6 separate regions of the Mus musculus genome follow, and all the other regions are linked to region 4. The links are chromatin contacts, called in public HiChIP or PLAC-seq and promoter capture Hi-C maps. All regions are on one chromosome and are shown on one strand. The core of a region is the stretch at or near the end of the contact, and the rest is flanking DNA. Distances in the headings are between cores, read along the strand shown. Region 1 overlaps Chst8 (carbohydrate sulfotransferase 8). Region 2 overlaps Chst8 (carbohydrate sulfotransferase 8). Region 3 holds the start of Pepd (peptidase D). Region 4 holds the start of Slc7a10 (solute carrier family 7 (cationic amino acid transporter, y+ system), member 10). Region 5 has its middle 36 kb from the start of Chst8. Region 6 overlaps Chst8 (carbohydrate sulfotransferase 8).

Evidence for each region. Promoter capture Hi-C pulls out the DNA fragments that hold promoters and counts their contacts. HiChIP or PLAC-seq counts read pairs in DNA pulled down with a chosen protein or histone mark.
Region 1: an H3K4me3 HiChIP or PLAC-seq map of forebrain shows a contact between it and region 4, with 4 times the contacts expected there. The contact joins the enhancer-like site here to the promoter of Slc7a10 in region 4. A contact is called at or near these places in 17 of 39 promoter capture datasets (the 3T3-L1 cell line, 3T3-L1-derived adipocytes, the C10 cell line and 10 more), 1 of 15 datasets of contacts at CTCF or cohesin (pro-B cells), 3 of 484 Hi-C or Micro-C datasets (the N1E-115 cell line, bone marrow-derived macrophages and cortical neurons), 5 of 115 datasets of contacts at active chromatin or transcription factors (astrocytes, embryonic basal ganglia, embryonic stem cells and 2 more) and 1 of 9 other capture datasets (embryonic stem cells).
Region 2: a contact with region 4 is called in an H3K27ac HiChIP or PLAC-seq map of embryonic stem cells, with 7 read pairs. The contact joins the enhancer-like site here to the promoter of Slc7a10 in region 4. A contact is called at or near these places in 7 of 39 promoter capture datasets (the 3T3-L1 cell line, the HPC-7 cell line, cranial neural crest and 3 more), 3 of 484 Hi-C or Micro-C datasets (Sertoli cells, cerebellum and palatal mesenchyme), 10 of 115 datasets of contacts at active chromatin or transcription factors (astrocytes, craniofacial prominence, embryonic basal ganglia and 7 more) and 1 of 9 other capture datasets (embryonic stem cells).
Region 3: a promoter capture Hi-C map of embryonic stem cells shows a contact between it and region 4. The contact joins the promoter of Pepd here to the promoter of Slc7a10 in region 4. A contact is called at or near these places in 21 of 39 promoter capture datasets (the 3T3-L1 cell line, 3T3-L1-derived adipocytes, the C10 cell line and 12 more), 14 of 484 Hi-C or Micro-C datasets (ECoMG myeloid progenitors, bone marrow-derived macrophages, cerebral cortex and 7 more), 4 of 115 datasets of contacts at active chromatin or transcription factors (astrocytes, bone marrow-derived macrophages, microglia and 1 more) and 5 of 9 other capture datasets (adipose tissue, embryonic stem cells, liver and 2 more).
Region 5: a contact with region 4 is called in an H3K4me3 HiChIP or PLAC-seq map of embryonic stem cells, with 14 read pairs. The contact joins the enhancer-like site here to the promoter of Slc7a10 in region 4. A contact is called at or near these places in 16 of 39 promoter capture datasets (the 3T3-L1 cell line, 3T3-L1-derived adipocytes, the C10 cell line and 10 more), 3 of 15 datasets of contacts at CTCF or cohesin (embryonic stem cells and stem cell-derived epiblast-like cells), 47 of 484 Hi-C or Micro-C datasets (the C2C12 cell line, the CH12 cell line, ECoMG myeloid progenitors and 20 more), 9 of 115 datasets of contacts at active chromatin or transcription factors (acute myeloid leukemia, astrocytes, bone marrow-derived dendritic cells and 3 more) and 3 of 9 other capture datasets (embryonic stem cells, liver and pancreatic islet).
Region 6: an H3K4me3 HiChIP or PLAC-seq map of craniofacial prominence shows a contact between it and region 4, with 4 times the contacts expected there. The contact joins the enhancer-like site here to the promoter of Slc7a10 in region 4. A contact is called at or near these places in 15 of 39 promoter capture datasets (the 3T3-L1 cell line, 3T3-L1-derived adipocytes, the C10 cell line and 10 more), 3 of 484 Hi-C or Micro-C datasets (nephron progenitors, palatal mesenchyme and stem cell-derived primordial germ cell-like cells), 11 of 115 datasets of contacts at active chromatin or transcription factors (astrocytes, craniofacial prominence, differentiating embryonic stem cells and 8 more) and 2 of 9 other capture datasets (embryonic stem cells and liver).

What each region holds. Positions count from the first base shown.
Region 1 is chr7:34,775,005-34,780,136 of GRCm38.p6, reverse strand. All of the region lies in intron 1 of Chst8 (carbohydrate sulfotransferase 8), which reads left to right. Among named protein-coding and RNA genes, the nearest start is that of Gm38987, 35 kb to the left of the region's middle. Within about 2 kb of position 1,531, at least 22 of the 459 cell types and tissues checked have an H3K27ac peak or open chromatin away from gene starts, as enhancers often do. A contact at or near this core is called in cortical neurons, forebrain and hippocampal neurons, where this site is marked.
Region 2 is chr7:34,719,390-34,724,566 of GRCm38.p6, reverse strand. All of the region lies in intron 2 of Chst8 (carbohydrate sulfotransferase 8), which reads left to right. Among named protein-coding and RNA genes, the nearest start is that of Gm12781, 62 kb to the right of the region's middle. Within about 2 kb of position 3,561, at least 73 of the 459 cell types and tissues checked have an H3K27ac peak or open chromatin away from gene starts, as enhancers often do. A contact at or near this core is called in embryonic stem cells, hippocampal neurons and trophoblast stem cells, where this site is marked.
Region 3 is chr7:34,909,210-34,913,916 of GRCm38.p6, reverse strand. It overlaps Pepd (peptidase D), which reads right to left and starts at 1,510. Exons shown (of 15, transcript NM_008820.2): 1 at 1,463-1,510. The coding sequence starts at 1,479.
Region 4 is chr7:35,185,079-35,189,508 of GRCm38.p6, reverse strand. Slc7a10 (solute carrier family 7 (cationic amino acid transporter, y+ system), member 10) reads right to left here and starts at 3,124. Exons shown (of 11, transcript NM_017394.4): 1 at 2,859-3,124. The coding sequence starts at 3,027.
Region 5 is chr7:34,846,782-34,851,472 of GRCm38.p6, reverse strand. No RefSeq gene overlaps it. Among named protein-coding and RNA genes, the nearest start is that of Chst8, 36 kb to the right of the region's middle. Within about 2 kb of position 1,607, at least 7 of the 459 cell types and tissues checked have an H3K27ac peak or open chromatin away from gene starts, as enhancers often do. A contact at or near this core is called in embryonic stem cells, where this site is marked.
Region 6 is chr7:34,700,387-34,704,967 of GRCm38.p6, reverse strand. The region is part of intron 2 of Chst8 (carbohydrate sulfotransferase 8); the gene reads left to right. Among named protein-coding and RNA genes, the nearest start is that of Gm12781, 43 kb to the right of the region's middle. Within about 2 kb of position 2,032, at least 22 of the 459 cell types and tissues checked have an H3K27ac peak or open chromatin away from gene starts, as enhancers often do. A contact at or near this core is called in craniofacial prominence, where this site is marked.

The DNA.
Region 1 (5,132 bases), core at 282-2,781, 410 kb after region 4:
CACACCAGCTCCCCTCTGTGGTTACAGGCCCAACCTTGTTCTCTTATTTGAATGCTTCTTTGATCCTTCTGCTGGGAATTTGGGAAGAAAAGGAATTAAACAAGCAGCAATACCTTCCGCCTTTCCTTCAGCTTCTGTTTTTCCACAAACGAAAATAATTCACTGGAATGCGGCTCACATCCTTCCTCGGCCTCAGTTTCCCACTCACGTGGAATTAGTGACATTGTGGACAAGAGTGTGTGGTGGGAAGGCACAGTTGCAGCACCCTTGGCCTTGAAGGTGGGTGTAGAGGGCTGTGTGGTAGTAAGCAGCCCCGACTGTATGTTTGTAGCCTGGGGACCCTGGAAACTTGGGATGTTACCAAACACTATATATGTCATTTTTATCCCTACACATACATATCTATAATAAAGCTTAAGTTGTAAATTGGCCACAGCAAGAGATTAATACTAACTAATAATATGACAACTATAACACTATCGTATATGAGTCATTTGAGACCTAAGAATTGTTTGCAGAACTATGCAGTGTTCCGGGTAATATTTGACTATGGCTAGCAGAAACCATGGAGGGGGAACCATAGATTTGGTGGTGGGGGATGACCCGTGGGGACAGACATGATGGGGACAACCACTGTGGTTCCATCTTATTGTCCGGCATCATGGGAAGGGTCTCTTCTAAAGACTGGGTAGTATCAGGGGGTCATCAGTTGGCAGAGCCTATGCCCATTACCCCAACAGGGACTGGAGTGCATTGATTACTGTGCCACGCATGAAGTTCTCACTGTAGACCCCTCCTCCCAGAACAGCCACTGAGGGGAAACCCTATGCTTAGCCCCATGCATGTCATCAGCACAGCAGGGTGGATTATAGCTCATGTCTATGCTCATAAAGTCACCTTCAGGAGTGCAGCCCCCACCCCACGAGGGTCCTTGTCTTTCTCCAAGAGAGGGTTACATAGCAGGGCCATCATAAGAAAGATGGCACCTATGCCCAGCATGGTTCTCCCGGGCAGCCTCTGGAGCCTCTGCTCTAGCTATCTGCGGGCTCTCTGCTATTTCCTCTGTCCACTCCCACCCAGAGTACACAGTGACCAGAGAGCTGACCCCCGTGACTCCATTCTCCACCTGCAGCCGGGCTGGTCTTGAAAAGGAAATATTCCCAATGTCCCTCCCCTGGTTACAGGCTGCCCATCAGACCTGTGTGAGCAGTGTGCTTCACCGCTCCTCCCCTGCCTCTGCCTCCCGTCAGGCATCACCCCTGTTCCAGACAAGGTGACACACTGGGGTCCCTTGCTCATCGGTATCACTGGGAACTCTGTAGGGCCAACCAGGTGTGGGCACACTAACCAGCACACAGTAGGTGTTCACTGAGGGTTTTCTAAGCAGAGATGATATGAGGGTACAGGGAGCGGGGAGGAGGAGAGGAGGAGGCGGCAAATGAGAAGTGGGAAGGAAAGGCTGCTGCTGAGCCAGGCCCCGGGCTCTGCTGTTCCAGCTCCGAGTTTGCCGCACTGTTCCCAGCGGGTGCCAACTCTGAATGCCTGCTTAAGTCACTCCACGAAGCTCAGCTTCTCAATCTGTTTTTTATTTGCAAGGGCCAGATCCGTCTTCCTTTTTTAAAAGTCAAGCTTCTGAGAAAGTCATTTATATTCACAGTGATTCTCCTTTCAAATCGAGTCTTTGAATGGGGTGTTTGGAGTTGTGGATCATAGGGGCTGTGCCAGCAAAGGCTGCGGGTCCTTGACAGGACTCTCCGAGCCCACGGGTGGAGGGGACATCCTCCAGTAGGTAAGATCTGTGGCAGGGACCTTCAGTTCATCTGCTGATGGCTTGCTTTCCAAAATGACCTGCAGGACGCTTTTCTGTATTTAGAGAACACGTCCCTATCCGGGTCATTTATTTGAACTCTTGGTCCCTCAGCTGATGGGGGTATTTTGGAAAGCTTCAGGCAGGGCTGAGCTGGAAGAAATGAGGGATGGAGATGGAGGGAGCTCTGTGCTCCGGCCTGCCAAGCCTGTGGAGTCTAAGCTGTGCGCACCTGTCTCCATGAACACCATTTCCCCCCCAGCCTCCACCTCACCCGCCGGTAACTCTCTGAAACTGAACCATACAAATCCCTCTTCCCTTAGGTTGCTGCTGTTGATGCAGAGTGGGTACTATTTTGGGGAAAAGGAGGGCTGTTTATGCTAAACATAATGATGAATCTGGTGTGTGTGTGTGTGGGGGTGGTCATTGGAATCTTCTGGACAGCTAAGAAGCATTTAGTATGTCTGCTTGTGCCACCTGGGCAAGAGATCCAAGAGCTAGTCTGTAAAGAGGAATGTGTTTTGAATTAGTTTATTTTATGTGCACGAGTGTTTTGCTTGCATGTATGTCTGCGCACTGTGTGTGTCCCTGTTAATGGCAGTTGTAAGTCACCTGACGGGGGGGGGGGGTGCTGGGAATCAAACCCAAGTCCTCTGCAAGAACAAGTGCTCCTAACCACTGAGCCATCTCTCCAGCCCCAAGATTTATTTTGTTTTTGGCTGTGTGTGTGTGTGTGTGTGTGTGTGTGTGTATGTATGCATGTCTATATTTGAATATGTGCACATGTAAGTGCAGGTGCCCACAGAGACCAGAAGAGGGCATCATCTGGAGCCGAAATGACAGGTGGTAACCTGACATGGTGCTAGGAGCCAAACTCCTCTGATCCACTGAAAGGGCAGTGAGCACTCTTAACCTTGGAGCTGTCTCTCCACACACAGACAGACAGACACACACATACACACACACACATACACACTACATATATATTATATACATGTAATTAATTTATGGCTAAAGCCCACATATGCAACAAAAGCCACAACTGTATGTCCTCTGCATTCCTATTTGTAAGGACCCGTATAGATCGAAGTCCAGGAAGGATTCTGCCAATGGTCCCTGTGGAGTGGATTGAGGTGGGCGTAACCTTCAAAGGAATCTTCCCTGCAATCGACTTGCTCAAAGGCTTTCCGTGTGGGACTGTTTTATCTGTGTGCTCGTGTATGGATTTGTGATTGGGAATCGGTACGACTTACCCTCAGCTTCTGGCATTTTGCTTTTGTTTCTTTGAGTGTGTTGAATGGCTCACCCAAAGTTTAACAGGCAACCCTAAAACTTAATTGACAGGTAATTTATGAAGAAATTGTATCTGTAATTTAGGCCATAGGTCAAAAATTCTCTGCAAGGTGCTGAAGCAAAATCTTGGGCTTTGAGACAGCAGGTCTCCCCTGAATCTGCTTGGCTGGCATACTGCAGCATGAGGGCAGCCCTGGATGGAGCGGGGAACATGTGGGTGTGGCTCTGTTCCAGTTCCAGTTTATTTGCAGGGCTGGAGGCGTGACTCCATGGTAGAGTGCTGGCCGAGCATATATACAAGGCCCTAGGTTCAAGCCTAAGGGCCCAGTCCTACAGAAAGCAAATATGAACATTAAAGTTTAGTCAAGGAAACAGGTGGCTGGCAAGTTTGATCCATGGGCCATCATTTGTGGGTTCCTGGTTTGACTGATCTGGACATAGAGGGGTATAATGATACAGGGACGTGGGAAGTAGGTTGGTTATGGCAGGCTTTTAATGCAAATGGTTTTGCTGAAGAGCAGCAATAGAACTTAAATTTATTTATCATTATTATTTATAGGATCATTTTTATATGTTGTTATTATTAGATTTATTTTATTTTATGTGTTTGAGTGTTTTGCTTGCATGTATGTCTCTATCATATGTGTGCCTGGTGCTCTCCGAGGCCAGAAGAGGACACTGAATCCCCTGGAATAGGAGCTCCAAATGGTTGTGAGCCGTCATGTGGGTGCTGAGAGCTGAACCCAGGTCATGTGGAAGAACAGCCCTTATTAATATTTTTGATATGGATATGCATGTGTGTCTTTGAGGACTGGCTCCTCGATGCCTCTGGAGGCAGAGAGAGCCTCTGGGAGGGACCTTGGCAACTCTTTTGGCAAGTTTGAGGAGTTTGCATCGTCTGACTGGCACTCAGAATACAGAGATAAAACAAGGCTCAATGGGAGTGTCTCGCAGAGCCCAAGGGGAGCCTCAGAACTCAGACTGGAGCAGACCTCCTCCTCTCAGGTTTTGGAAGAGGCCTGTGGCTGAAGGCATCCCCGGCCTCCTTGGTACTGTCAGGAACTGCTATGCTTCACTCGGCTTTCCCGAGGATCACGTGTGAGCTGGTGGCTCAGAGGGCTGATATCGAGGCAGCGTGGGCTGCAGAACAAGGAGAGGTCATTAGCATGGGACTGTGTAATGTTAATTACATGTTAATTAGTCACATGACTGTAGATAGGCCACTTGGCCTAAACAAATGACACATAACACGGGACTAGGAAACTCAGGGGCCTCCTTCCTCCACATCCACCGAAGCCTATCAGGCTGTGTATGAGGGAGCACGCGTGTGCACCTGCGAATGGGTGAATACACTGGTTAGCTTCTCACCGCTGTGACCAAAATACTCAACAGAGACATTTCACAGAGTTAGATATTTATTCTGGTTTGCAGTTTCAGAGTTCAGTCCACCGTGACAGGGAAGGTCTGGCAGGGGACTCAGTTCACATTAGGTGGCCCCAGGGTGCCAAAAGTGGCCCCAGGGATCAACTGCCTCCCACTAGTTCCCACCCCGTAAGGTTCTGCTACCCACCACAATAGTGCCTTAGGCCGGGAACCGTCTTTCAAATATGAGCCTGTGGGAGACGTTGTTTCATATTTGAATCCTTAACAGTGAGGAAACAGAGGGCTCCAGCGGTCTCACTCTGTCGTCCCTGAGAGAATCCTCTCTGCCTGGTGTCACTGGAGTTCACTGGATTAGAAGGAAGGTAGCTCTTAGCAGTTCATGAAGACAGGAGAGGGTTGTATTGACAAGAACAGGGTCACTGTAGATAAAAAAGGGAAGAGAGTTTAGGAAGTGGGAGGGGCTGAGGCAGGAGGCTGCAAGCATTGGCAGAGGTAAGGAGGGGCGGGCATGGAAGTTCTCAATCACCAATCAGGTCAGAGCGGGGGGCGGGGGCTCCATACAGGGCCCCTCACATTATCTTGGTGAGGTTTGAAGACAGACTTAATTAGAAGTTGATGGTTACAGGATATTCTTGTGCAAATATCTGGA
Region 2 (5,177 bases), core at 2,312-4,811, 470 kb after region 4:
GACCAACCAGGAATAATTCTCTGTGGGTCCAGAAGCACCTGGGCAAACAGAAGCACCATTGACCAGGAAGTCCATAGAACCTTTACCTGGCACATGGACGGACCCATTTAGAAAATAATCTTAACATACAAACCTTGTAAGTGTGTAGACTTTTTCTCTGAAGACCCCTCTTTTTAAGATTTATCTTTATTATTTTTAATTATGTGTCTGGGTGTAGATATGTACATATGAGTACAGAGGCCAGAATTATCAGGTCCCCTAGAGTTGGAGTTATAGGTAACCGTAAGCTGCCTCATGCGGGTGTTAGGAATCGAACTTGGATCCTCAACAAAAGCAGCAAGGACTCTTTACTGCCCAGCTCCAAGGCTTCTCTTACATGGCTGTCACTGACATAAACAAATCACACTCCATAAACTGTCCGTAGTTTTCTGTCAGTTCACACTGCATGGTGGACCTCTTTCTAATCGGCATATGTAGATAATTGTTTCTTTCCACATCTGGATGGTTTACTGTAAATATGTACTGTTTTATTTTGTTTTGCTCTAAGGCGGTCTCATTATATAGTCCAGGGTGGCTTTGAACCTGCAATCCTCCAGCTTCCACATCTTTAATGGTTTACATTTAAGTTGTTCTAGTTTTTTTTGTCTAGTGCATGAATTCTTTCTATTTCCTGTGAGTCATCTTATTCTGTTTGCTCCCTTTGATCCCTCGTATGGTGGAGGTTTTCTAGATGCTTGGTGACTCTTAGTGAATTTACCGCCATGAGAAGGGCACTAAAGGCTTGATATAGCACAGGGGGAAGCAAGTCCTTAACTCAAGTTATTGATGTGAAGAGCCCGCCATCTTGCTAGAGTGTGCCAATAAAGAGTATACTAGTTAGCTATAGCTGCTGTAACAAAAGCATCATGGACCAGATCGATTAAATAACAGTCCTAGAAATCCAGGATCAAGGTATTAGCTGGGCTATTTTCTCCGAGGGCTCTCTCTCTCTCTCTCTCTCTCTCTCTCTCTCTCTTCCCCCCTCCCTCCCTCCCTCCCTCCCTCTTTCTTTCTTGTGTATGTGTCTGTTGGTATGTGTACTTGAGTGCAGATGACCCCAGAGCCAAGGGTGTCAGATCCCTAGAGCTGGAGTTATGTGTGGTTGTGAGCCATATGGTGGGTACTGGAATCAAACTCGGGTCCTCTTGAAGAGAAATGCATGCATGCTCTTGATGGCTGAACCATTCCTCCAGCTCCTTCCAGTGACTTTACATGGTCTTTACTGTGCATCTAAATCCTATCTTTCTCTTCTTATAAAGACAACAGCCATATGGGATCCACTCTCTACCTCCATCTTGTCTCCTTAAGAAAGTCTGGGAGGGTTGGACTTCAACACAGTGAGTTAGGGGGAGCCTACAACTGAGTTCAGAACAGGTTTACAACCTCCAGCCTTGGGAAAGGTCTCCGTGTGTACATGCTGCAAAGGGAGCCTGGGTTCTGACCGCTCCACCTGAAGGCTTCTAGTTAACTCTCATTTCAGTGTACCTCCTCCCCTCCCCCACTCCATCCAATCCTGGAGCCTGCTTGTCCTCTGTGCACTCTTCTGAGGCAGATCTGAGGGGAAAAAAATCACTCAGAGTCTCAAGCTCAAGTCCCTTCCTCCCAGCCCCCCTCCTGCTCCTTTCAAGTCCTCTCCCTCCACTGTGGGCTTCGTCCTGCTTCCACATGCACCCCATGAGCTTGGCCAACGTGTTACTCTCATCCGTGGAAGCTGTTCCCACCCCTGGTCCTCTTTCCGCCTTCCAGAAATGTGTTGGAATCTGTCATCTGCCGCCATCCCCCACTAGTGCTGTTTGTCACCGTGGGCTGCTATCTGTTTCATTCTTTGCTGCCGTTACACTGTGATCTTAGAGGGAAGCTGAGATAAATGTATATGTTCTGTGTTTACCCAGAAGCCTTCTCGGGAAGAGGTAAAAGCTGCAGGCTGCAGAGGAGGGCGAGAAAGCTACACACCCAGGCCAACCCCCAGCTCTTAAATCCCTGCTGGATCCCGTGGGGCCTGGGACACTTAGTGGGGAGAGACAGCACCTCCCGATCTGGGCCTGAACACCTCTCTGGGGTTCCCGAATGCCAAGTGCACCCTGCCCTCAGTTCTGGCTCTGCGGGCTACCTGCTCGTCTAGACTTCAGCTGGGGGTTGGAGGGGAGTCTAATTACCCAGGTTCCACTGCTTCCCTTCCCTCCCCAGCCTCAAGTTTCCAAGATGTACCCAGTCTCCCCTCACCAGTCCCACCAATGACATCATAGGTGTGGCTTTCTACAGTGAGACGCCAGTGTCTGCCACCTCCCAAATGAAATGTGTTTTCCAAACTGTGGCTGACATTGATAAATGTTTTTAAAAGTCGTTTACACTTCCCCTGATATAAGGCGGATTCCTTTTGTCAGCTGGGAGAAGGTCAGGTGGGAAACCCTTGACATACTACAGAACTGTCCTCAGGCCAGAGCGGATGGCCAGGCTGGGGTTGAATCTTGCCCATTAGTCACCTGTCTGTAAGGCACAGGGCACCCGTGAGACAACAGGAACTGGCTGTGTGGCTAAAGCAAGATCACATATGTTGGTTCTCACTCAGGCTTCCCTGTGTCTCTCCTTTCCGAGGCCTTAGTGCCCTTTCAAGGAAAGTGTGCATTGTGTCCAAGGATCCGCCCCCCACTTGAGGCTCCTGCTTCTGTGGCTGGAGCTCCCTGGCTATTGTTCTCTGGGGAAATGAGTGAGATAGGAGTGCTTTTGAAAGAGCCTTACAGCCAGGCGTGGTGGCGCATGCTTGACATTCCAGTACTCCAGAGGCTGGGCATGGAGGATGGAGAGGCTGGCCTAAGCTACATAACAAGTTCAAAGCCTGCCCCAGCTGTCCCCCCCAGAAATGAAAGATTGTGTAAGTGTGTGTGTGTGTGTGTGTGTGTGTGTGTGTGTGTGTGTGTGTACACTGGGGAGAGAGAGGGAGAGAGAGAGAGGTGGGGGAGGAGGGAGAGGAAAAGAGAGGGAGAGAATGTTCCCTGTATTGGATGACAATCCCAGGAATGTGACAGGATTCCAGGAGACAGGACTGGGGGAGGGGGTCACCTGGAGACACTGGACTAGCCTTAGGGCTGCACTTTGTACTTGCCTCCAGAGGCTGGGGAGGAAGGAAGGTAGAGGACCGCAAGGTGCCCAGCCCCAGGTTTGTCAAGCAGTCAGGAGCTGAGGAGCCTTGTTCAGCAGAATGGGCAAGGGTGAACAAGCCTCATATGGCAAGGATGGGGCTGGAGCCACTTGCTGTGGCTACCAAAGGAAAAACTGCAGCAAGCCTGGGTTTCACACTCCGTGGAGGACATCATGTGACAGTCACTGTGTATCAGACTCCTGCGTGCTGCTCCAGTCAAAGAAAGGAGATGTTCTGCCTTGTGACAGTGCCACCATTGATGGCCACACATCATCTCGTTGGCTGCTGTTTAAGATGGGAGGTCTCAGGCCACAAAGGAGACTCCTGGCTCAGCTCCCCCTGACAGCCATTCTTATTGTGAGTGATTCTGTTTTCACTGTGGCAGCTGGCTCTAGGAAAGGCCTGGCAGCCCCTGCTGTGAAGCCCTGAAACTCCACAGCCAGACCCTCCGTACTAGAGAGCTCCTGTCCATCAGAAGAGGCAGAGGGGCACAGGAAGTTCCTAATGCCTGGGGGAGGAACTAAAAGGACCATCTGGGCCTGATCATGCACACACTACCTATCCTTGTGTATACAGACTCATGCCATATATTCATATACCACACACATACATATACAGCACATACATACATACCACCCATATACACACAATCCACATACACCACACACATGCACCATTCACTACATACATACACATATATATCATTAGAAGCTGCACAAATACTCCATACATATAGCACCTATCCACAATAAACACATATATACATGCACGCCACATACATGTACATACCACCTGCATACAATGAACACATAGACACCACACACCATTCATTCCCACAAATACACATATACTACCTATTGCAACATACACACATATGTACATATCATCCATACACAGCACATACAATTTATGCACAGAGCACACATCATATCATACATGTGTCACCCATACACACTCAGGTATATGCCATGATGTATACCATATGTGTATACATCTACACACATATATACATACCTAACACACCATATCTGTACAAAAAAATACATGTATAGACAAATCACATACACTTTCTGTTGGCTTCTTTTGACTTGCAGAAATTACCCAGTCAAAGTGTTCATGGCAAAGCCAGAAAGAAACAGAGGCAGGAACAAATCAGACAGAGGCAAGCAGTGATGGGGCACCAGGCCTCTCTGCCTTACCCCTCAGCTCATTCCCTACAGTGGTAGAGAGCAGAATCAAGGAACTGGGGCTGGCATCTGAGAGGCATCTCCTCCACAGTGGTCATGTCCATCATGGCCCAGATCAGAGTGGCTGCTGTCACTGGCCCATCTGGGAGCCATCGAGGACTGGTGCCCTGGCTCTCTCACCCTGGATGGGCATGGTCTGATCAGAGACACTTGCTGCACCTGTAGCCATCCCCAGGTTCAATGCAAGTTGATCCTTGAGCCACATATTCACAAAGAAAAGCATTGTGGGACATGGCAGGGCTCAGTGGAAAGGCTGCCAGTCTCTGGACACCCTTTCTGAGTTTGGGCCTGTTCTAACGTTCATACAGTGATATGTCCAGTGGTGTATTTGCCTTCAGGCCAGCAGAGGGCGCCCTGAGCCAGCTCATGACACTTTTGTTGCCCTGGCCTCTGATGGTTCTTGGGACAGGACCCAGGTCTCTTCTGTCTTTCTACTCCAAGCTTCCTTCGTATCATATGCCGGGTGTTTGTTGAATGGACAGAGGAATGGTGGACAAATAGACAGAAGGACAGTGGGTAAGTTAGCAGATGGAACGGTGGGTGGATGGATGGATAGATGGATAGGTGGGTGGATGATGGGATGGATGGATGGATGGATGGATGGATGGATGGATGGATGGATAGATGGATGGGTGGGTGGGTAGCAGATAGATGGATGGATGATGGGTAGGTGGATGGATGGATGGATGGATGGGTAGTATAAGGAATGAATAAGGGAAGTTCTGTGGTCACTTATTAGACTTAAGCCATTA
Region 3 (4,707 bases), core at 261-2,760, 270 kb after region 4:
GTTGTTCCTAGAAAACCGCTGGTAGTCACTACATGATTGCTATGTCCCAAGCTCTTCCAACCTTGGAAGCTAACTAAGATGGCACTGTTTCCACTGCCCTCGTTGTATATGGAGAGATGCATTTGCTCCACTAGTTTTTACCATACTCGCCTCAGTTCTGAACTCAGTCTGTGGAGAACTGCACTCTTCTACCCCTACCCTTCCTAACATCCCCTACCACCAGGTCCACACCCTCTTCCGCTGAAACCACAGCTCATGCTATCGGGGGTGGGGGTTGGGGGGGGGGAACTCTTTAAGAAGCCAAGTGGTAAATGAGGAAAATACCTAAAAAAAAAAAAAAAAGCCAAGTAGTAGTGACACACCCCTTTAATCCCAGCACTTGGGAGGCAGAGGCAGGTGGATCTCCAAATTCGAGGCCAGCCTGATCTACAGAGTGACTTCCAGGACAGCCAGGGCTACACAGAGGAACCCTGTCTTCAAACAAAGCAAAGCAAAACATAACAGATCTCAAGCAGGGTGTAGTGCCATCGTGCCTGGATTGTCAGCACTCTGAAGGGCAAAGCAGGAAGAATCTGAGTCCCAAGGCCAGCATGCGCTACATAGTGAGACCCTGTCTAAAATTCTTAAAAAGCAGATTCCAGATGACAATCCTTCTTGCTCCCCCAGGACAAAGTCTGGAGAAGTCACTAGCACCAAACCTACTAGTTCAGGGATGTACCCTACTCTCTCAGTCTTTATCTCTTAACCTTTGATCAGCTGTCCTTCCGTGACACTGAATAGAGCCCATCTGTCCAAACTTCCTCCCAGCCGAACCACTGACCCTTTAATCATACAGAATTATGGCAAGTCTAAGCGGAGCAATACACTGGGCTACTGAGGCCTGCATGGAGCCTGCATCGGAGCTAGTGAGGAGACAACTGACATACAGAAAGTCAGGCAGTATAGAATTGATCAGATAATTAAGGGAAGGTGTCTCAGAGGAGCTGACGTTTGGGCCAGGAAAGAATCAGGAAAGTGCTGGCCTGATTAACGGATATTCCACGGCCACTCCAAATACTACTCACACTTTCCCTCACTTTTGAGGAAGCGCCTGGGAACCTGGCGCCCAGACCAGGCTGGCCACCTCATCGGAGGGGCGTGGCAGTGAACAGATTTGTGAAGCTCCCACTTCGGCCACTTACGGTGAGGCTGCCACACTCGGGACTCCAGGGAAGCCACCCTCCCCCGCCCCACGAGGGCCAGTGGGCAGCCGCAAGCATGCAGGGGCTCTGCAGGTACCACTCGCCCAGCCCGGCTCTCGGTTCCGGTGCCCCAGAGAAGAAGCGCGCAGCCCGCAGCCCGCGGCCACAGAGCAACTCCAGTCAGAGCTCGGAGGCTGTCACCCACTGTTCAGCTAGGAATACCGAGGCAGGCCACCTCTACGCGGGCCGCAGGCAGGGCAAGGGACAAGCTCAGCACTCACCGCACAGTGGACGCCATGTTCACTCGGCGCTAGCGTCACGTGGAGTGCAGCGTCAGCTGAACCAGCTAGGGTTCCTCTGAGGAGGACGGGGCGGGGCCAGGGCGGGATTTTTAATGGGCGTGGTGGCTTCAGTCCCTCCCACTCCAGCTCCGGACTTCACACCCTTAAGTGGAGGAGTCCTGCAGCTGATTAAGCATCTCAGATTCCCACAAGAAACTAGAAGGAACTTGAGCAGCAACCCAGAAGGCTTTCCCTCTTGGGAAGAAGTGTCCTGAGACAGGAGATCAATTGATTCTAGGTTAGCCCCTGACCTTGTGTGTATGTTGCCGCCCACCCGCGAGAAGAACATACAAGAATAAAGAAACCATGGGGATCCACTTCTGTATCATTGGGAATAGAGGCCCCTTGGTCTTGCAAACTTTATATGCCCCAGTACAGGAGAACGCCAGGGCCAAGAAGTGGGAGTGGGTTGGTAGGGGAGCGGGGGGGGGGGGCGCATAGAGGACTCTTGGGATAGCATTTGAAATGTAAATGAAGAAAATATCTAATAAAAATTTTTTAATTTTAAAAAATAAATAAATAAATATTTATTCATATGGTAAAGAAAAAAGAAAAAAGAAACCATGGGGAGGAGGGCCAAAGATGATGGAGAGCTGGGACAACTGGAGTAATAGAAGCCTCCAGCATTCAGGAAAGGGAGTCTGGGGAGAAAGTCTCTGGCTGAGAGATAAGCAAGGCCTTCAGGGTCTTGTATATAAGTTGGAGAGTTAAATCTAATAGGCTCTAGTCCAAACCTCCTCAAGTGCAAGATGGAGGAGCTGAAGAAAGAGAAGCAGGGGCAGGGGCAGAGCAGGGGAGGGGAGGATGAGGTGGGGAATAGCAGAGCTGAGCCCTGGTGATAGAGGAGAGTCCTACAGAGAAATGAGCATCAGAAGGCAGGCACTGCCCTCCTTACTCTCAGCACTTAAAGACACTGGTTCAAGTGCTTTGCAGATGTTAGCACCACTGCTCACAGTGGTCTCACAAAAGCCCCATGAGGAAGGCAGGTGCTGTCTTAGCACCATCTTACAGAGGAGGAGACTAAGGTCCAGAAGGGTAAGCAACATGCCTGACCTCACACAGACTCTTGAGAACTTGGACACACACACACACACAGAGTGCATTAGCTCCATCTTCAGCTAAAGAGTCTCGACTCCCTAATAAGGGACGCCTTTTTAAAAATAGCAGAGGAGGAGCAGGTTTGTAGTAGGAAAGCCTGCCCCCAGCTAATCACAGCCCCACTTCTTTTGACATAAAATATGTCAAAATTAAACCAACTGCCAGCTTAATGCTTATTAATGTGTAAAAGAAGTAATTATCCTAAATATTTACAGAAGAGAGGCAGAGAACACCCAGCCATTGAACGGAGCACTCTTTCTGTAGTGTTAACCGGGAAGCACTACCCACGGCTCCTGCCCACCCAGGCCCATCTGCACAGTGGGCCTCGAGGCAGGGTCTGCTCTGACAGTCGGTTTTTTTCTGTGTCAGACACCTGCTGCCTCTCCCCGCCCCTCCCCATCAGAGGCTCCAGCAGGACCGGCCCCTCCCCCACTCTTGCTCAAGACCCTCTCCAGCAAGCCTGACCACATCCCTCGCTGCTCTCTATCAGACTCCATCATGGCCCTGCCACGTATCACAACTCCGCATCAAAGGCTGAGGCAGAGGATCCTCCTCCCCTGTTCCTGCCCATCAGAGGCGCTGGCAGGGACTCCAGGAGAAGCTGCTCAGGGTGTGGGAGAACCCTTTTTTTTTTTTTTTTTTTTTTTTTTTTTTTTTTTGAGTTACTCATGCAGGGCAGACCCAGACGCTGCTGAGAGCCAGGAGGCAATTGGGGAAAGATTGATTTTAGAGAGTCGGCGTGGGAGTGTGTAAATCAGCTGAGGAAGTGAGCCGGGCAGTGCGCTCATGCCTCACACTGTGCCTCACCTCCAAGGTCACGGGTCCCCTCTGAGACAAGCTCTGGCCTCGTGATGGCCTACAGGTGGCCGAGAGGTACCTGCTTCATTAGCCCAGGTTCCAATGCAATATTACTCTCCAGAAGTCCGCTGTCCTTGCTACCCCTGAAGGAATGCCATCCTAGCCAAGGTCCTCCCTTCTCCCTGTGGCACTGTGTTAGATCACCTTACCCTGTCCTACCCACCCCCACTGCCTAAGTCACCACTCCCCTACAGCTCAGTGGACGTCGCTGACCACTAGGTCTTTGACTCACATTGACTCATGTCAAAATGGGGCATGTGCGGCCACGTAGGGGACAGGAGGATGTATTCCATACTCATTTCTCCCAGGTGGGACAGGAAGGCATGCAACAGACAGGACATGATATATTAGTTACTTTACCTGTCGCTGTGGCCCCAAACCTGACAGGAGTAATTTAAAAGAGGAACAGTTAATTGGGGCCCATGTTCCTAGAGGCTGTGATGGTTCTCTTGAGTTGTCAACTTGACACACCCAGAATTGCTTGGAGAGTCTCAAGGAGGTACTTTAAGTTGAGTTATGCCTCACAGTAAGGGATTATCTGAATTAAGTTTATTGATGTGGGAGCAACCAGTCCACTGTAGGTGGCTCCATCCCCTAGGCAGGTGGTCCTGACCTATATGAGACAGAGAACTGAGCACAGGCAGACGAGCATGTGAGCATGCGTGCATTCATGCCTCTCTGCCCTTGACTGTGAATATGATGTCACTAGCTGTGTGACGTTCTTGCCTTGACTTCCCCAAAGCTGTGGATTGCAACCTAGAAAATCATTAACAGAAATAGGCCCCTTTCTCCACTAAGTTGCTTTCCGCCAGAGTACCCATCAGAGCATCAGAAACAAAACTAGAGCAAGGGGCCATAGTCCATCACAGCAGGAATTGCATGATTCCCAGGATGGCTCCATCTACAGCAGCAGGAGCACAGGGCTGCAGCTCCTAACATATTAGTGGATCAGGAAGCAGAAAGCTCAGGCCAGAGCTTCACCTTCAAACATTTCCCCCTCCCATCCCCCCAAGAGACCTGCTTCTGTGAACTAGGCCACACTCCAAAGGTTCAGCCATCTCCCAAAACAGCACCTTTACCAAGTGGCCAGGCATGTGTCTATAGAGAGCATTTCTCCTTCAAACCACTGCACATACTGAGGTGGCTGTCCTGTCATGGTACTAGAGGGCCATTGTGATAATGGCTGGGCTAACCTTAGCTTCCCTGTTTCTAGGGTCAACGTGGCCTGC
Region 4 (4,430 bases), core at 1,875-4,374:
GAGATGCTCTCAGCCTTGTGGCTGGAGTTGCTCTGACTTCCAGTGGTGTGCTACAGTATCCTAAGGACATGTGACCTTGGGTAGGTTACAGCCTTAGGGCCTCAGTTTCTTTACTTGTCAATGGGTCTGAAGAATCCTCAGGACCTGTAGGAAAAGTGTCTGCAGAGGCCCATTTACTTCTGGCCCTGGAGATAGTAGACAATGTGGCAGTGCTGGATGACAAAGGCCTCTAGAAAGATGGGATTCATGCAGTCACCCCTCAGGTCTCTGGCTTTCAAACACCTGCATAGACTGGACACTTGAATCCCAAGTAGAAAGTGGGGAGTGGTGGTCTGGGCAGCAGAGCCAACATCACTCAGGCTGTCAGACTTGGGCATGTTCCTCCTTGCTTGTGGATTGTGTGACGGGGATAGCTGAGGTCTCCAAGTTAGGATCAGAGACCCCATGTGTGCTGCCACGGGAAAGGCTGACTTTCCTGGCTCTGTTCCTGCATAGTGGAGGGGTATCTCAGTCTACCCTAGCTCAGCTCCTCCACCATTGCTTGTTAAGAGTCAGGCCTTCACTTTGCCAAGCCTCCATAGCACGAAGGCCACTGGGAACCTGTATCCAAATTCTGAGCTCATCAGTTGCAAATAGTGCCATGTAACCCTCAACCTCAGTTTCTCCATCTGTGTAATGGGTACGAAACCTGCCACCACCACCACCACCCCTCCCATAGGGTGAGCATGAGAATCAAAGGAGGTAAGGTAAGTCCATACTATAACAAGAGGTGGTATTCTGAACAGATATCTGATGTACTGGTGAGGTGTATCATTTGGGAGGCTCCACTGGACATTCTGGAAATATCCAGTGAGTAACAGATCACTCACAGACAAGGATGTGAAGTTCTCCAGCTCCATAACACTAGAGTATGACACTGGAGATTTTTGATTTTGACCAAGCTCCTGGGTTAGGAATGGAGGAGAAGCAGGTGAAGAGGAACCCAGGTCTGAGAGTTGTGCTGAGTGAGAAGTGGTCCCCAAAGCCCTGCAAGGGGAAGGAGCTGAACCCTTGGGGCATCAGAAGGAGAGAGCAGAGCAGATCTGGCCTCCTCCCCAGTCACCTAGTTTAGGACAATCCCCCGCTGTCTGGTTCTGTCCCCTGCCTGGCCTGGTGTCTTGACTGATGGAACTTTTGAGCTTCTTAAGCCTGGCCCCCTGGGAGAGCACCCAGTGCCCTGGGCTGGGACAGTGGTTGAGTTCTGTTTCTTGGTTAGCGCAGTTGACTTCCACCCTCCTCCTCAGCCTTCATCTTCTGGAGGCCAAGGGGGAACAGTGAAGCAAGAACAGGCTGAAATGGGAAGGGAGCTGGCGGCCCAGAGCCAGGCTCCGGGGCACCAGTTCCTCCAAAGCCTGAATGGAGAAGGAGCAAAATGGTGGACTGGGTGTTCATCTCTCCCCTACACCACCATTCCCATCCTCTTGCAGATGGCTGGCAGCCTGGCAGCCTCTGATGCTAGGCTCTCCTCTCCACCATCTCTGAACCTCTCTGGCACCATAGCCAGCCCCACCAGTGACCCAAGTGATAAGTAGGCTTCCCTTTTGCGGGGAGGAGGTACAGTACCCTGAAAATGGTGTTGGCTGAAGGCAAAGCTCTAACCACTGCTCTGGCCTGGCCCACAGGCTCGGTCCTTTCTATTATCAGACAGTCAGGGGGGCTGGAGGGACATCAGGACCAGTCCCTGGGAGATAAGCATTCTAGAAGGAAGAAGGCAGGTGGTGGAATTCTCTGGAGCTGGGTTCAGGGGTGACTCTGGGTAGGAGTGCAGGGGATACCCAAGAGACACTACATCTCTCCAGCTGGAGTTTCTCATGGAAGGGCACAGAGCAGAAGGTAAAGATCACACACACACACACACACACACACACACACTTCAGCCTTTCTCTATCTCCAGGGGTCAAAGGGCAGAAAGAGAGCTATTTGGCTGCATCCCTACTGTGTGCCACTTCCTACTGGCTGGGAAAGGGGACAATCAAGACCCCAATTACTGCTCTTTTAGACCCCCAACTCCTGGGCACAGGGAATCAGAAAAGGCCCCGCCCAAGAGGTCTAGTCCAGTTCTCCTTCAGGAGTCAAGGGACAGACAGAGGTGGGGTTGCTGCCCAACCCTGTCCCCGGGGCATTCTACCTATGCAAAAAGCACCATCTGTAGGAAGAGCGAGAGGGGCCAGGCCATGAGAGCACCCATTCAGATGCCACCAGATCACGAGAGTGCTCACTTGGATCCCAGGGCTGAGTGGGTGCTCTCCTGGAGGCTTGGTCTGCTCCTGGCTACTTCGCTACCTCTCCTCGGATTCTGTGGCCACCTCTGCCAGGAAGGTCAGCTTCGTGGCCTTTAACCCTTGCTTTAGACTCTACCCGGCCATTTACCTTCCTGCTTTCCAAGAACAGATGGCTTCACTTCCCTGGCACTTGAATCTGGCACACAGTAGGGATGCACACAGGCTGCCCTGCAGCCCAGAACTTGCCACTCAAGCCAGGCCTAGCAATTATTTCCGTTTCCTAGGTGGGAACAGGGGACTTGCCTTGGTAAAGCCCCTCAGCTGAGTGAAGGCCAGGGGAGGGTTGCAGCAAGGAAAGCCCCCACCCGAACCCCCACCCCCTTCCAGGCGCAAATTTTCAGAGAGGTTGGGGAGGTGAGGGCAAGAAGTTTTGTGACTGGTTTGCCAGGTTCTGTTCCGAATGGGGTCAAGTGTATTCTCCAGCTATGGCAGCAGGTGCTCGAAGGGTTCCTTTGCCCCTGTGGTCTTATGGTCTTCGTGAGGGAGGAACATAAAGGGGTTCCCCCAGTACTTCCACGCTATGTACGCCCTACTCACCGATGATGATGGTGCAAGCGCTCACCAGCCCGATCTCTTTCTTGAGTGCCACCCGCTCCGAGGCGCCCGGGCCGGGACCAGGGCCCGGGGAAGGCGAGGGCGCAGGGCCGGGGTTCCCGTGCCCGCCTGGCTGTTGTATGTGGCTTGCCATGTCGCTGTCCCGCCTCATCCCAGTTCCCTGCGCTACCCCGTCTGTCCGGCCCGCAGCCAGTCCTCCGTCGGTCGGTTCGTCTGTCGGTGCGCTCGCGGCCCTCGCAGCCCGGGACAGCGCCCACAGGCGGGCGCATGCGCTGGCACGGGGCCCGGGCCCCCGGGGGCCCCCGGGCGGCTGGATCCAGGGAGGGACGGAAGGAGGGACGGCCGGCAGCCCCCTCCCCCACCGCCCTTAAAGGGAACTCCCCCTTCCCCCCCACCCCCAACCCTAGTCAGGGGAGACAGGAGGGGACTGGGATCAGACTTAGAAAGGACTTCCTAGTTGAGTGAACGAAGGGGCTACACCCAGACTTGGGTGAGGTGGGGGAGAAGAGCTCAAAGACCAGGCTGTCCCTGCGCTCAAGGAGTGTGAGCAAGACGTGCTGGGGTAGGCGGTGCTGCATGCCCCAGCCTGTACTTTCTAAATCCCTCAAGCCCCATTTGTGAAGGGTGGGCATTGCACAGGTTGAAAACCACCGCCTAGCGGCAATTAGCCTGACAGTGGCACGGTCTCCATGAAGACTTTTTGATAGCTCCCTGGCCTCTAGGCGGTCCTGACTGAGTCATTTGGGATGAATGGAGACTGTCCTTAAAACAATTCTGAAGGCAAAAGGCTTGAGAAGAGTTGAAGATAAGGAGACCCCAGTGGGGCCCCGGGCATCCTGGGAGTTTGGGACAGTCCCCATCACCATCAAATCTATCCCTGCCTCAGCATCCCCTAATTCCTCTTCGGGTCCAGCCTTAGGTCCCCACCGCAGACTCCTCTACACAGGTCAGTCAGGGCACAGTGGACTGGGACTTTGGCCCAGGCCGTCTAGCATGGCTCAAGGTGACCAGACCGCTGGAAGTGCCAGAGAGACGGGAAGAGAACAATTGTGGTAGCAAGGAGGTATCGGGCCCAGGATCCTGGGAAGCCTGCCTCCTCCCGGAAGCCATTGGGCGGTGCAGCCCAGATCGCGGGGCAAATTCATGCGCGGGTGGTGCGAGGGAGCAGGGCCGCGTCGGGGCCACCGGGGCGGCGGGCGGAGCGAGGCTGGCACGGTGTGGCCGACGGCGGAACAGCTTTTGTGTGTTGCTGGCGATAGCTGCGTCGCGCCGTCCCCTGCATGAGGATGAGGCCACTCGGGGCCACCGGTCCTTCCCCCGATCGCGGCCTCAGAGTTTGCTGGGGAAGGGCAGGGAGGACCCGAGATGGGACGAGTTCAGGAGCCCAAGAGCCTGGGCTGGGGGCGGAGCACGGAGGTGGGGTCTTGGCCAGGGCCTGGTACTTCGAAATTGGGGCGGGGACTTGATAAATAGAAGAGGGAGGACTCTGGGGGGACCAGGAGGGGGAAGCCACTCGGCAGAGCTTCATCCTTCGCACTCCCGACGAAGCCCAAC
Region 5 (4,691 bases), core at 358-2,857, 340 kb after region 4:
CACATCTGACCAGGGCACCCCCTCCCTCACATCTGACCATGACATCCCTCTCCCCCACATCTGACCAGGGCACCCCCTCCCTCACATCTGACCAGGGCACCCCCCTTAGATCTGGCCAGGGCACCTCTCTCCCCCACATCTAACTAGGGCACTGCTATCCCCCACATCTGACCAGGGCACCCCCTCTCCCTCTCATCTGACCAGGGCACTCCCCTCCCTCACATCTGACCAGGTCACCCCCTCTCCCTCACATCTGACCAGGGCACCTCTCTCCCTCACATCTGACCAGGACACCCCCTCCCTCACATCTGACCAGGACACCCCCTCCCTCACATCTGACCAGGGCACTCCCCCTTACATCTGACCAGGGTACCTCTCTCCCCCACATCTAGCCCCAGTTCCTGCCTGATGCCAGGACCCACTGACTCTTTGTGCTGTGTGCTGGAAGATGTCTCCAGGAGTTCCCAGCTCAGACATGGATGGCATACATACATATACATAAGGGCCAGGGAAGAAGAAAGCAGGAAGGAAACCCAGCACTGAGGGAGAGGTAGATAAAAAGTCCCACTCCTGACCAAGAAGCTATTTGCAATTGATACCTGCCAAGAAGGGGGAAATCAGGTGGGTTTTGTTGTTGTTGTTTTGTTTGGTTTGGTTTGGTTTTTGTTTTGTTTTATTTTTTCCCAGTGGACTGTCACCATGTAAATCAACCACACTTCAGGGCAGGCCTGTGCCCAGGAGTAGCTGGAAAACACAAAATGCTCTCCATGTCTTTTGTGTGTGCACTTTTAATTTTGTTTTGCTATCTTTGGTCTTACCGGGTTTTTGTTTATGTTTATTTCTTTTTTTTTTTTGAGAGAGAGAAAAGGGAAAAGAACATGAAGCAAGGTAAATAGGAAAGTGGGGGAGGCTCTGGGAGGAGATGGGGAGGGGATGATATGATCAGATATATTGTATGGAAAAAATTTAAATAACCCAGTTTGCTCTCCGAGAACGATGCAGGAAAGACCTAAAATGGTCTTTTCTTCACCCAGCTCCACCTCTCAGAAAGAACGATGGTTACGTCACAATTCTTCCACAGCACATCATTTTCTTTACACACTGATGACCATAAGAGCCACGGAGGTTCATGGCAACAGCCACCCAGCAGTCTGCACTTTGGTGACCATAGAGTTCTTCCCACAACTGGTGGCGTTTTCACTCTGTCTGCTCAGCGCCATCCATCTCAGTAGGATGGGAGTGACACCTTGATTAGCCCCGCCCCTCGCACGATCCCGCCGCCCCGCCCACCCCCCCAACCCGTCCCCCAGGTCTGGCAACCCCAAAGGACTCTGGGAAAACTCCAGGCAGGAGCCTCTTCCCAAATGATTTTATGTGTTGGGCACCATTTAGGTCAGTTCTTATACTAGCTATTCAATGTTGCTATGGCCACGATGCCTAATGGAAGTAAGAGAGTACAGATTTTGTTTTGGCTCACTGTTTCAGTCCATCGTGGTGGGGGAGGCACGGCAGAATCTATGGTGGTGTGAGCATGGGGCATACGTTCCTCACATCATGAATGACGGGGAACCAGAGGCCTGACCGGCTAGTGACTGAGGTCCCATCTTCTGCAGGTACCATAGCCTCCAGAGTAGCGCCACCTGCTGGTCAGCAAACAGCAAAACACGAGCCTGGAGCTGGGGCGGGGGTTATTTTGGATTTGAACTCCAAGTTCCTTTGTGAGTCGCCTTGTCTACACAGATGGTCTGGGGAGGTATTGCCCTGATATCCAGCTGGTTAACACAGGATAGAACATTAGCTCTGGAGGCTCCTGGACTTGGATCTTATGAGGTGGCTTTCCAAAAGGAATTAAGATGCTTGCAGCTCCTCACCTTTGGGCTGTGTGTTCAAATAACTACTGTCTGTGCAACTCTCAGACACTGCAAAGAGATGTGCGCGAAGATGCAGCCTAAGTGACAAAGCAAATCCATGCTGGCGATGAAAAGAACGTTCTGGGTAGAGCACTGCCTAGGAAATACTTCCTATCACCACTGACGGCAGCATCTCAGTCCAGGTCTCTTGTATTACTTAATTTTCTCATCAATGAAAAATGCCAACAGAAGCAATGTAGGGGGAGAAGGATTTGTTTTAGCTTGTAGTTTCATGGTCATATTCATAGAAGCAGGAGAGGCTTCTGGCTATGGCTGGCCACAGGAGTGCCTGGTTGTGACAGCTTATTCATATCTCTATGGCCAACAAAGAAGTAGGAATCTCAGGCCAGGACTATAACCCATAAGCCTCCTACTCCATGGTTCTATGCCTTCCAGCTAGACTCCACATTCAAAAGATTATGCGATGGAGACTGGAGAGGTGGCTCAGTGGTTACAGTGCCTACTGACTTTGTAGGGGTTCCCCGTCTCAGTTCCTAGCTCCCACGTGGTGTGACTCACAACTGCCTGTAGCTCCTGTCCCAGGATCTCTGGTGCCCTCTTCTGGCCCCCTCAGGCTCCTGCACACACAGAACACAGGCTCATACAGGCACATACAAATAATCAAAATAATTTTTGAAAGATTCTACAACTGAGGAACAGACATCCATATACATGCGGGGGACACTACATGCTCATGCCACAACACCTCAGGACTTTGGAGGACAAGTTAGAAGGACAGAAGCATCAGAAGTCCTGAATGGCAAAGACTTCTCTAGGCCTGGAGAGCCTGTCCTGCCCTCCAGTGTCCAGCCCACTCCCACATACTTTATCATACTGGCCAGCCTCTGGAGGTCTCATCTCAGGACTGCTTGCTGCTTCCTCCAGAGCCTGCCTACCTGTCACCTAGGCAGACACAACCTTCCTGACCCATTCAGGTTTCTGAACGAATCCGTTAAGGTTGCTGGAAATATTAGGAAGATTCCCTACCCCTCCCACTCTCAACAGCCCACTTGACCAGGACTCCCTTCTAGGAACCTTCCTCCAGGTCATGGAAGGGGAAGGAGCTGAGGGTGGATATACCAAAAGCCAATTGCATCTGTACCTTGGATGCCCTCATTCATAATAGGTTTGCACCCAGCATTGGGAAGCAGGGGCATATGGCTGACATCATATTCTGGTGTTATGTTCCCTTCTCTTCCCACCGTCAAGCAGGACAGAACCCTGGATGTACCCAGGCTGGCTAACTGGTCCACTCCTAAACTGTAAGCTATTTTCAAGATCTTTGAGGCCTTAGTAGAACCCCTTTATTCTTGGACTTTAAGTGTGCTATCTGTGGTTTTCTGAGCAGGGTGGAGCACATGGGAGTCACGCTGTCCTAAGGAAAATTTCCGTGTTATTGAATTAGTACACATTCCACCAGTCAGGCAACTCTCACCTCCTGCCAGCCTTTCTGGTTCTCTCTGGCCTCTAAGTCACTGCCGGGTCCGATCGATACCAGTGTAAACAGCTTTGTCCTGCGTTGTTGGTTGTCCTTCCTGGTTTGGGATGTAATCCATAATTCAGCTCCTATTCCCTGGTTCCACAGGGGCCAAGAGGGTGCTGGGGAGAGGAGTGTCAGGTCAGGAACCAAGGTTTGATGTTCTTGGGTTTAGTTCTAGAAGAAAACAAAACAAAACAAAACAAAACAAAACAAACCAGACCTATCCTGCAGGATGGCAGCCGCTCTGATCTTGATAGATGCGAGCCCCTCTCCCAGAGTCTCAAGTTCCTAAAGCTAGCTGATCTCACATGGCTCAGCTGCCCTCACATCCCTGTATGTCAAGCTTGCTGAAGACAATTTGTTAAGAACCATCAGCTCAGCCCATAATGAGGCTCAGCCCTTCCATTCCTATTCTGGTTGGGGGTGTTACACGGAAGCCGGCTTTCCAGGGATGTTCAGGCATGGCCGTGCTGTATCCTGGCAACCAGATCCAAAGCCAAGTCCTCCTGAGATCCCAGCTCTGGTCCAGCACTGGGGGGGAGAGGGGGCGGGGGGGGGAATGGCCACTGCACAGGGTTGCTTTCATTGTTCTGCCTACTTCTCGAGGGTTTGCTTCCTATTAGACCCTGAGCTGTGGCTGTATTTGGCATATAGAGGTGCTAGCTTCCTTTGTTGTCTCTCTGGGGGGTCCCAGAACACCCCTTGACTTAGTCTTAGTTTCCCATTTGCAGCATGTGTGGGATACTGTACCTCCAGTCCTCTCCTGTGCACCCTTGCTGTACTAGAGGCCTTACAAGAGGCAAACAAGAACTCTACCACTGAGCTACATCCATCTGAGGCACAATCTTACTAGCTCAGGCTGACCTTGAACTTATAATACTTCTCCCTCAGCCTCTCAAGTGTCAAAAATGGCAGGCAGGTGTCACCAGGCCTGGCTGCCCTATAAAGTTATTTAATAGCTGTTGAGATGACAGACAGGGCTTGGGTTCTGCAGAACCTCCCTGGCCTCTCGCAAGCTCGACTCGTGTTCCCAGGGTTCCTTTCTCTGCTCTTCCGACACAGGAACTGGACGAGGACTCACAGCACACTCCCAAGCCAGGCCCTTCTGCCCCAGGTGAGTCCCTTCTGGAGAGAGAAATGTGATTCAGGGCCTTCCTTTGCCAAGGAGTTCTCCTGAAGAAATCTATCTTGCTCAGTCCGGCTGATCACCCAGCTCTGCACTTTATAGTAACGATCCAATCCGGGAGACCAGCCTCAGACAACAGTCCTCCATTTACAGGCTGACAGTCCTGTTCTTGGGG
Region 6 (4,581 bases), core at 783-3,282, 480 kb after region 4:
AGACATGGCTGCCTCCAGCCAGGTGGTGACTCTCCCTTCTTTGGCAAGATGTAGTGTTAGTGAACAGAAGACAGTTTGCCCCGACTCTAAAGCCCCATCTGGACTACACTCACCCCCCTAGAAGTCACAGAAACAAGAATGCCCTCCTACCCTGCCTCCCTCCCTCTCACCATGGCTGAGTATCTGTTTGCCATCTTTCTCAGAGAATCTGATCAGCCCCAAATACCTAGTGTTTGCAGTTCATTTACACACACACACACACACACACACACACACACACACACACACACACACACACGCCATGCACTGTGAATGATTAGGCAGCAATTCTTTTGTTTACTTTGTGGGACTCATCACAGCAGGAAACCTGGGTGGTGGGAGTGGCTAGTTACATAATAACTATGTATCTGCTTTTGTGTGGAATGGAATTCAGAACTGATTAGTCTCGCCTCAGAACACTCCCTCTAGTCGACACTCACTCCCTGACTTTTAAAGATCACCTCAGTTCTAATATTTCAGGATGCTAGCGCACACACTAAATTATTTCTGAGTCAGTTTGATGTGAGTGGCTGTAATTTATCCTGGGATTAGATGAGATCATGAGCTTGGGTAGGTACCTTTCTTTCTTAAGACAGCTGAGTGAGTACACTGGGCAGTGGTGGCGCACACCTTCAATCCCAGCACTTGGGAGAGAGACGGATCCCCGAGTTCAAGGCCAGCCTGGTCTACAGAGTGAGTTCCAGGATAGCCAGGGAGGGTTACACAGAGAAAACCCAATCTGGAAAAGAGAGAGAGAGAGTCCAAAAGAGAGAGAAAGAGAGAGAACGAGAGAGACCAAAAGAGAGAGACCAATAGAGAGAGAGAGAGAATGAGAGAGAGACTGAGAGAGACCAAAAGAGAGATCAAGAGAGAGAGAGAGAATGAGAGAGAGAGAGAGAGAGAGAGAGAGAGAGAGAATCTGAGAGAGAAACCTCAAGTTAGTTTATGGGAAAACTGGATGTGAGATTCTCTAGCAGAAAACCCCAATCCCCAGAGGTGAGGAGATCTCTTTTTCCCAACTGGTGGGCTCCTGGTGTTTTTAAAATATAAAGCATCCATCCTAAACTCATGCATTAATGTTTGGTTCCAGCTGGCAGCCCCATTTTGCTAGGTCCTAGAGACCTTAGCAAGCGGGGCCTTGATGGAAGAAGTCAGGCCTCTGCCTAGTCTCTCTGCTCTGCTCCCTGAGAGAAGAGCCAGCTACTGCACACCCTCCCTCCCGTTCCATGATGCTCTGCCTCACCGCCAGCTGGGAAGTGGGGAGCCAAGTCACCATGGCTAGCCCTCCAAAACCACCAGCTGAGATAAATCCTTCTTCCCTTTAAGCTGTTTGTGGCGGGTACTTCATCATAGCCATACAAAAATGATTAATATACTGGGACTAGAGCCCAGCAAGGAGTCCCAAACCAGAGGTCAGCAAATTTTAACATGAAGTCAGTCTGTTTCTGTGTGTGTGTCTCTCTTTTCTCTCCATCTCTCTCTTCCCCTCCCTCTCTCTTTCTCCCTACTCCTCCCTCTCTGTCTTTCTCCTTCCTTCTTTCTCCCTCCATCTTTCTCCCTCCATCTTTCTCCCTCCCTCCCTGTCTCTCCCCCCTTCACACACACACACACACACACACACACACACACACACACACACACACACCACTCACCTCCTGAAAAAGTCCAGGGCCCTGGAGTCTACCCCATGCTCATCCATCTGCTTTCCTCACTGAAGACTGAAGATCTCTACTGGCAAATTATTTTTACATCAGCCCCCAGAATTGGCACTGCACAGCACACTATGTATACATATCTTGGCTTCTGAACAAATAGGACCACAAGGAACAACCCACGCTACTGAAGCAGTTGTAGACCCAATCGGTTATTAGTGCTGAGAGGTAGGGCAGACTTCGAGTCTTGCATTTCCATAGGCCTGCTATGCCAGAGATAAGGACGTGCGGGTAGTTAGACCCTGAAGGGGAGGGGGGCAGGAGAAGCGGTATTTCGGTAGCTGTCCGTGGTCCTGAAACAGCCTCCTCCTTCCAGTTGAGCTGTGATCAAGGGACCTCTGGTGCTGCCTAAGCCTGGGCTGCACTGCTCCGATGTAACTTGTTCTTCTGACCTTAGACCTTTGCCAGAGTGTTACTTCTTCTGTCAATCACGACACTGTCTACACCAACTCCACTTGTAACCTCAGCTCCTGAACTAGGCGTTGTGCTCATTCTACCCGTGGCATGTTAGGCTTTCTACAGTAGCAAACGGTGCAGATGAGACACTAGAGTGGGCTAGAGACTGGAGATGGAGCTCAGTGGGTAGAATGCTTGTCCATGATGCACAGAGCTCTGGCTTTGATCCCTGGCACCACATAAATAGGTTGGTCCATACCTGGAATCCAACACTCAGAAGGTAGAGAGAGGCAGGATTAAGAGTTTGAGGGCTATCCGTAGCTACACAGTAAGTTTGAAACCAGTTTGGTCTATAGGAGACCCCATAGCAAAAGGGGGAAGCTTATTAAAACAATAATGGTAACAATTGGGCAGGTATGGTAGCCCACACCTGCAATCTACCACCTGGGAAGCTAAGAACAGAGGATTTGAGAGTTCAAGACAAATCTGATCGACCTGGCCAGACCCTGCCTCAAAACACCAAAATTAGAATGTGACTCTAGAGCAAACTAGAAATGTTTTCACGCTAAATGAATAAATAAACACAGAACAGCAAAGGGTCACTTTCTAAGCTTTCAGCAAAGACGCCTTTCTATGATTGCTATAACCACAGACCAATGGCACAGAAGCACTGCCAGTTATCACGGGCATCCATTGTGATTGTACCTCCAGGAAGAGAGGAGAAATGACCACCAGATGGGAGTCTATGAGCCCAGCATGAGCTAGCTACACGGAGATCACTTGATCACCCACCTTCATATGCCCTCACACTAACAAGGGCTCCCAGGGGCCAAAGAAGCAAGAAACATCTCAATTTGAACCAAATATCATAGAGATGGTTGAGTGTTCCCTTTTCCCCAGTGTATAGGTATCCCACATGTAACAGCAGGTCCCTGGAGAGAGATTGAGGAAGTTATCACTCTGCATGACCTGTGACGTCATGGAGTGCTTCTTATGAGGGATCTGCTTTCATCCTTGATTGTCATGTTCTGAGTCTGGGACATGGTTTGCGCCTTTTTATTGGGAGGTCTGCCTGCTGGTAGCCCTCCTGGGTTTCTTTTTGGTGTGTTTATTGGTCAATACCCTCCCTGTAAGTCACCTGCCTCTTTTATCCTTATAGATGCCATGTTCTATTACTTATCTGTAGGTGAGCCCCAGGATGACAGTGGGGTGAGTGTGCGCTTTGGTTAGCATAGACAAGCATTACCTTCTGGCTTCCATTGTTCCAGGACCCTGCCCTTCCCATTCACCCGGGTGTCCGAGGCTCTAATGGCATCTTTCACATTCAGCCTTGAACCTCTCTTAGATACTAGCCCTTCACTCAAAGGGGGATATTGCCAGGTCTCCCACAAACACACTCAGTGGGATCTCCAGCCGTTCACAGTCTGAGCGTGTCCCCCTGGGGATGGGTTGTCTCTGGCAGCCTTTTGCTCTTTGCCTGCCATCTGCAGCAGCGGCTGGATCAGCACTGTGGGCTTCCTTTCCCCAGGCTTCTTACAGCCACCCTAGTAGCATCTTTCCTGGGATCCATTCCACAGGCTCAAAGCCCGTCTCCTTGGGAGAGTGCTCCCCTGTAAATCATCCTTCCGCAGCCAAAGTCATGATCTGTTCTCTCACAGAGCACGCTCAGTGGTAAGGTCTAGGTTCCTGGTTCCTGACCTGCCTGTTTTCTGGATCTTTTACCTTTCTCCAGGCATCGTTCCTTACTTCCCTTAGCAACACAACAATTCCCCAGCAAGGGTCAAGTTGCTGGCTCTGCAGGGATGTGTGGGCAGATCTTTTTTTTTTTTAAAGATTTATTTATTTATTTATTTATTTATTACATGTAAGTACACTGTAGCTGTCTTCAGACCCTCCAGAAGAGGGAGTCAGATCTCATTACGGATGGTTGTGAGCCACCATGTGGTTGCTGGGATTTGAACTTCAGACCTTCGGAAGAGCAGTCGGGTGCTCTTACCCACTGAGCCATCTCACTAGCCCATGTGGGCAGATCTTAAGGAGGACACATGTTCTTGTCCAGCAGAGACCTGTAACAGTCAGCCTATACTGCAGAAGGCTGGGGTACTTCTGAGGCCCAGAGGACTCTGGGAAGTCTACAAACATGTCCATGCATCAATACTCAGGTTCCAGCTCATTTTTCCACATCTCATTTCTTATTAGTCAGGTGCCCAGCCTAGCCTAGAGTAAGACCTGGGAAGCATGCTAGCTCATTCTCTCCCTCTCTCTGTCTCCTTGTCTCTACTCTTTCTTCTCCCTACTCGATCTCCATCTTTCTCTGTCTCTACCTCTGTTTCTGTCTTTCTTTGTCCCTTCCTCCCTCCCTCCCTCCCTCCCTCCCTCCCTCCCTCTCCATTTCTTAAATATTAGTCCTCAAGTGCTCTACTGCTATTTTACC